Linked DNA regions of Sus scrofa: region 1 is linked to region 2. The links are chromatin contacts, called in public HiChIP or PLAC-seq maps. All regions are on one chromosome and are shown on one strand. Each heading gives the region's core, a stretch centred on a gene start, on an enhancer-like site or on the middle of the called end of the contact. The rest is flanking DNA. Distances are from core to core; before and after follow the strand shown.

What was found. HiChIP or PLAC-seq counts read pairs in DNA pulled down with a chosen protein or histone mark.
Region 1: an H3K27ac HiChIP or PLAC-seq map of skeletal muscle shows a contact between it and region 2. The contact joins the enhancer-like site here to the promoter of PPP1R12B in region 2. A contact is called at or near these places in 2 of 5 promoter capture datasets (fetal skeletal muscle and skeletal muscle), 3 of 47 Hi-C or Micro-C datasets (embryonic fibroblasts, fetal heart ventricle and heart right ventricle) and 2 of 2 datasets of contacts at active chromatin or transcription factors (alveolar macrophages and skeletal muscle).

What each region holds. Positions count from the first base shown.
Region 1 is chr10:24,539,759-24,543,243 of Sscrofa11.1, forward strand. All of the region lies in intron 13 of PPP1R12B (protein phosphatase 1 regulatory subunit 12B), which reads left to right. Among named protein-coding and RNA genes, the nearest start is that of PPP1R12B, 77 kb to the left of the region's middle. Within about 2 kb of position 1,758, at least 7 of the 83 cell types and tissues checked have an H3K27ac peak or open chromatin away from gene starts, as enhancers often do. A contact at or near this core is called in fetal skeletal muscle and skeletal muscle, where this site is marked.
Region 2 is chr10:24,462,550-24,465,944 of Sscrofa11.1, forward strand. PPP1R12B (protein phosphatase 1 regulatory subunit 12B) reads left to right here and starts at 1,454. Exons shown (of 25, transcript XM_021064548.1): 1 at 1,454-2,893. The coding sequence starts at 2,603.

The DNA.
Region 1 (3,485 bases), core at 508-3,007, 78 kb after region 2:
CCCAGACATACATATATGTATGTTCTTTTTCTCATATTATCTTCCATCACGGTCCATCACAAGTGATTGGATACAGTTCCCTGTGCTATCTATATACAGTAGGACCTCATTGCTTATCCATTCTAAATGTAATTTAGATTGTTTTAATTTTTAGATTTTTTAAAAATTAAAGTTGACGTACAGAGTTTCAGGTGTACAGCAAAATGATTCAGTTAGTTTTTTTTTTTTTTTCAGATTCTTTTCCATTACAGGTTATTATAAGATAACTGAATTTAGCTCCCTGTGCAACATAGTAGGTCTTTGTTGCAGAAAAATCTGTCATGGTGTATTTTTACTACTCACATAGTTTGAAAAACCCCAAGCCAAGAATTTAGGATAGGAAGTAGGTCTGTACTCTTGAAATTCTGGTGCCATCATGGCACAAGCAAATCCAAAACCAGCTTGAAAAGAACCACATCTTCAACCTGGGATGTAAGGGATTTCTGTAAAACAGTCCCCACCAGAGACAGCCTCACACAGAATGGTCTAAACACTGGAGAAAGCAAATCACCATGAGGGAGTGTTCACAGGTGTAGACAAACATGTGACAACATGTCTGAATGCAGAGCAGAAACCTCAGACTATGGTTTTACATTGGTTTTGTTGACAAAAATGAGTCAGAGAAGTGGAAAACTGGAGTTTCTGCTGTGGCGCAACAGGATTGGTGGCATCTTGGGAGCACTGGGACACAGGTTCAATCCCCGGCCCGGCACAGTGGGTTAAGGATCTGGCATTGCTGTATCTGCAGCTTAGGTTGCAACTGCTGCTTGGATCTGCTCCCTGGTCCAGGAACTCCAAATGCCAAGGGGCAGCCAAAAATAAAAATAAAATAAGTGGAAATTTTTATTTGAGTCACATTTGAGGATTATAACCTGGGAACAGCATCTCAGAAAGCCCCAGGAGCTGTTAGGAGTCCAGGCCCAGTTATGTAAGTTTTTGAGACGGGGCTGTACGTTCAGCAGCTTCCACAGCCCAGACCCCAGCATCATCGCGGTCCCTTAGGAGGTGGAAAAGAAGTGTGATCTGTAAGGGGGCTGTCCTGTCTCTGGGGCAGCTGCTCTGTGAGGTTGAACAGGTGTTCCTGCCGACGGGGAGCTCGGTTGATGGAAGATGTACACACACGATTATCAGTGAAGAGAGCGTGGAGGCCAAAGGGCAGAGACAGTTTTTGTGTGTTTACATTTTTCTTGTCTTGCCATAACGCGTAAATTTTACTTCACGGTAGCAGTGATCAGAAGTGGCCAGTTGTACTAAAGACGGAGCCTCCCTGGGAGCAGACAGGTGAGTGGATCGGGAGGAGTGGTTGAGATGGAAGATTTTGCAAGTGCAGTGTGCGTTTTATCTGCACAGCATCCTGCTCGTGGGGCCCAACCATCTAAGGAGAGGCTACCACGTGCCAGGCCAGAGGGGTAAGGGACACAAGGTCAAAGCAAAGCCTAAACTGTCTGTTGTGGAAGGCCAACAGGCAGATCAGTTGCTAGAGAACAGGTGGCCAAGGGTGTGATAAAGGCTGGTGTAGACCTGTGGGTGCAGAGGAGGGAGTCTGAATCCGGCTCGTTAGGGCAGCAGGGAGGGTTTCTGGGGCCGAGTTTTACTGTAAGCAGTAGCAGGAGGGTGGTGGTTTCAAAGGAACACGAGACATTCCGGGACAAGGTCACTGCCTGGCGCTGGGAGAAGGCAAGGCCGGCGTAGCATTTCCACAAGTGTCTCATGTGAAGTAGGGTCAGATGCAGAAAAGCACTCTAGCCAAGTGCGTTTGTGGAACGCTGAGTCAAACAAGGCTAAACAGGATCACTCCTCTCGGGCGGCGGGGGCAGGGTTGTTGTTTAAGAGTTTGGAGCATTTGCCAAATTTCTGTGTCCATCAAATTGTTTCATTTGGGTGTTTTCACAGAAAGCCAACGGCTCTTCCTCTGGGCACACTTTGGACGTTGGGGGGCTAGAGAGGTTGGCGGGAAGCGAGTCATATGGATTCCTATCTGTGCTCGCAGCTGTGAACTGAAGTGTTTTCAGCAGGGGAATGACTGATCAAATAAAACATGTCATTTAAGCCTTTACAGAATTAAAGCCATTTAGTTTCCCCCTTAGACAAACATAAGCTGAAAGAAAAAAAAAATCACGTGTTTTGAAAACTAAATTTTCCTTCTGAAAGAATGTGCTGGTGCTGATTCTTCTCTAGAAGCTGCAGCCTTCTGTGTAATTGGCTCCTGGTGGAAACTGTGCCGGCCTGGGGCCAGGTTTGCAGACCCAGTTGGAAGCTGTTAGCATCGGGGAAATGCGTCTTCAGGCTGGCAGGCAGGAGCCCCGTCTGCAGTCTCGCCATTGAACCTGCACAGTGCTCCCTTTCTGGTCCGTTTGTTGGCAGGGGACGAGCAGGTGCGTGCATGTCACTGGCCAGTGACCAGCACGGCTCTCCCCTGCGGGCCAGCCTTCACTCAGCTTTTTGACCACAGAGGTGACCACAGATACAGGAACAGACATGTTATGATGCCAAATCCCAGTCCACTTGGAAAGGTTAACGCTAGATTTTTCTGAGGGACTGTGGGTAATCTTTATTTTTTCCCCGTCTCCCCCAAAGTCGCATTGTGATGGTGGGGGCAGGAGAGCTTGAAAGCACATTAACTGCGTAGACAGCAGTCTCTCTGATGGGGAGAGTCTGTGAAAATGGCCTCAGTCCCTGAAGACTAAACGCAGGAGTCAGGCGACTTTTCAAGGCTTATAGAGTTCTAGAGAATTGATGGTTTTGCTACATAGTAAGCTCAAGGGGGGGACTTCGGAAAGTTTATTACTTTTGAGAAGGGCACCCTCTTGAACAGTTCCTTTCCTTTTCTTTTTCTGAAAAGCTCCCCGTGGCCAGAGGTGTTGCTTTGAGCTGTTGGGAAGGAGTGGGGTTCCACCCCGCTTTGCAGGTGGAAATACTCAGGCCCTCAGAGCACCGGGTGGTGGGTCTGACATCACGCCTCGCATCAGAGGCAGCTGCTTTGGCCACTTCCCTCCTCCTTGAACTCACTAACGGTCTCTCGATCCGGATTTGGGTGGGCGGCCATCTCCATCCTCCATCCTCGTGGCGCTGTGATCGGGCTTGCTCCAGAGCACCGTGGAAGCCCACAGGGTCCTGTCGTTGGAAGGGGTGATGGGACTGGCCGACAGCAGGGCGGGGGTGGCAAGTGGCTGGCAGTTTGCAGAAGGCCAGGCGGAGCAGGGCAGGCAGCAGCTGTCACGGCCGTTTGTGCAGAGGCAGGGTTCATTTCCAAAGCCCACGCTTGCCTTCGCGACGTGGTGTAAACAGTCCCTTGCTAATAGCAGAGCCCGAGTTCCTGCCTTGGTCCCCTTGGCTTGGCTTCCCCTCTAGCAACCCCACCCCCACCCCCACCCCCGCCCCCGCCCGGAATTTTACAGTCTCTTTTTTTATTGGTGCCCTTTCTTATAAAAATGGTCAAAATGGTT
Region 2 (3,395 bases), core at 204-2,703:
TTTTTGATTTTCTAGACTGGCAGAGTTTAAGCTAATAATGGTTTCCTGAAGAGGGTTAGGTTCCTATCTAGTTTAATATCAATATTTCTTTTATCCTATAGGGACAGTTCTATTTGAGAGCTTGTGGGCAATTTTAATTATCAGCAAGAGGCTGAGTTGAAATAAGAGTTTCCACGTTGACAAGCTACAAAGTCAATCTCATACAGAATTTTATTTTTTTGTAATTTTATTATCAAGAACCAGTGTTTTGGGTTTGTTTTTTGTTTTTGTTTTGTTTTTTGCCTTTTTAGGGCCACACCCGCAGCATATGGAAGTTCCCAGGCTAGGGGTCAAAGCAGAGCTGTAGCTGCCAGCCTATGCCACAGCCACAGCATTGCAGGATCCGAGCCACGTCTGTGACCTACAACACAGCTCATGGTAATACTGGATCCTTAAACCACTGAGTGGATGGAACCTTTGTCCTCATGGATGTTAATCGGGTTTGATACCACTGAGCCATGATGGGAACACCTCTCATACAGATTTCCAGTAGATGATGAAGTATAACAAGTTCTGTGGTAACTAAATTAATGCAAGGAACACATGGCTATATAAAGTATACAGTATTACATCTTTTATTTTTATATACATTGTTATTCACAGTTCACCAAGATGCTAATAACTTAATTAGCATTTATGAAGAATTTAAGGATACCTAATTAAGCATATTTATTTATTTTTGTCTTTTTGCCATTTCTTGGGCTGCTCCCGTGGCATATGGAGTTTCCCAAGCTAGGGGTCTAATCGGAGCTGTAGCTGCTAGCCTATGCCAGAGCCATAGCAACTCAGGATCCCAGCCACATCTGCGACCTACACCACAGCTCACGGCAACGCCGGATCGTTAACCCACTGAGCAAGGGCAGGGATCGAACCTGCAACCTCATGGTTCCTAGTCAGATTCGTTAACCACTGAACCACGACGGAAACTCCAAATTAAGCATATTTAGATAGAGTATTACTAAGCATATTTTATATCTAAGTGTCCCTTTTCATTTGCTTCTCAGCTCATCTCAGGAAAAAGTGAAGCACAGACAAATGTTCACATGATAGAATATAATAAAGTTTCCCTTCACAATGACCTAATCTTTTTTTTTTTTTGTCTTTTTGCCTTTTCTAGGGCCACACAACAGCACATGGAGGTTCCCAGACTAGGAGGGGTCTAATCCGAACTGTAGCCGCGGGCCTGCACCAGAGCCACAGCAACGCAGGATCCTCAACCCACTGAGTGATGCCAGGGATTGAACCCACATCTTCATGGATACTGGTCGGGTTTGTTTCTGCTGAGTCAAAATGTGAACTCCTTGCAACATTTTTTTTAGTGAAAAACTGAAAGTTTAAAGAACCTAATAATTGTATATGATCTCTTTCATTATGGAAAAAAAATTATTTATGTTTTGTCCAGGGCTAAAGCCTGGAGGGATATAGTTACTAAGTCAACTTTCTGTAAAGCTTTATGGAAGTATAGTTGATTTACAATGTTGTAATAATGCTAAGTCTATTTAACAGGTTTTATAACCAAGCTCTCTTTGAACATGAAAATGGCCTACTTGCTGCTTTAGGAGTTTTGTATGCTCTATAGTATTTTTTTTTTTAATTGAACTATAGTTGACTTGCAGTATTGTGTTTGCTCTGTATACGTTTTTTGTAGCTTTGGGTAAAAAAATCATGGAACACATGACATCCATTCTGTCTCCCAATAATTTAAGACACATGACATCCATTCTGTCTCCCAATAATTTAAGATCCACGAAAACTGGAGAAGAGGAGGAGAGAGAAAGAAGGGAAATTAGTATTTATTATGAGCTGATAGAAGCCAGGGATAGCACTAGGTATCCTTGCATATATCGTCTTATTCGAGCCACAGGACCATCCTGTGAGGTGACATTACCCCCTTTTTACAATCAAGGAAACAGGCTCAGAGAACTTCTGTATGGAGAACTGAATTTGAATGCTCTTTCCGCTGTACCTGCGTGCATCCTTCCCAGGGGCTTTTCAGGGCTACGTGTTCATGCCCTCTAAGTTAATAAAACTCTGGATTCAGAACCAGGACACAGTTTTGAAAGTTTTGGGTACTTCCCGTCCAGTTTTCTGCAACAGAAAGTAGGGATAACAACTGACCCCTTTTCCACTCCAAAAGATTGACGTGTTAATTAGGGAGCCAAAATTAGCTGGTAGTCGCAAAGAGAATGAACCACGACTCTTAACACGCCCACAGAGGCTGACTCCGGCCAGGGACAGCTCCCGCTTGGGGCGGAGGTGACCTCGCAGGTCTGCGGCCAAGTAGGGAGCTCCCGGACCGCGCCTCTCTCGCGGTCCGTCCAGGGACTTGTAGTTCCCGTCAGGCGCGGGCGCGCCCGGGCGTGGGGGACGCGCGGCTCTCCTACTACAAGTCCCGTGATGCTCCGGGGCGCCGCTGCAACTGCGTGCTGAGGCCGCGGGGCGTGCGGGCGGCGCGGGCGGCGCGGCGGCGGAGCAGTAAAGATGGCTGCGCGTGGGTCTCCGCCCTCCTCTCCCGGCTGAAGCGCTCGGAGGCGGCGGCGGGGCGGCTCGGAGCAGCGGCGTTATGGCAGAGCTGGAGCACTTGGGCGGGAAGCGGGCCGAGTCGGCGCGGGCGCGGCGGGCCGAGCAGCTGCGGCGCTGGCGGGGTTCGCTGACGGAGCAGGAGCCCACCGACCGGCCGGGCGCGGGGCGGCAGCCGCAGAGTCGGCGCGCGGGCCCGCGGGTCCGCTTCGAGGACGGCGCCGTGTTCCTGGCTGCCTGCTCCAGCGGAGACACCGACGAGGTGAGGCGGCTCCTGGCCCGGGGCGCCGACGTGGACACGGCCAATGTCGACGGCCTGACAGCCCTGCACCAGGTGAGCGCAGCGCGGGTGCTGCGAGCCCGCTTCTCGCCGCCGCCGCTCGGCGGCCGGCTGTTCCCGACCTCGCAGGACCGGCGCCCGCCGCAGTCGGGTGTTTGTATTTCCCTCCCGCTCCGCGGGTCGTCATGGTTACCGGTGCTTTGGCCGGGGGTCTGCTGCGCTCTCGAGTCCTGCTTTCTGTGCGAGTCGTTCTGCCGTCTCTGAGAGCGCATCCCGTGCTGGGGAGGGCGGAGGGCCGAAGGGTCTGAAACCACACCTGGTTTTCTGGTTTTCTGGTTTGCAGTGATTTACAGGTTCTGCGTTCGTCGCGCTGTAGCTCCCCGAGCACCCCATCCTCAAGGAAGGAAGCCTTACTTTATTCCTCTACGGAGCGCTGACCTGCAGGGTCACTTACATTTGTTTGACGTTTTTGGAATAGCTTTTTTTTCCGCTAAAGCTTCTGTAGGAATCACACGCCCTATATAGAACTGGAGTATGTGATTGTGGATAACCTGAC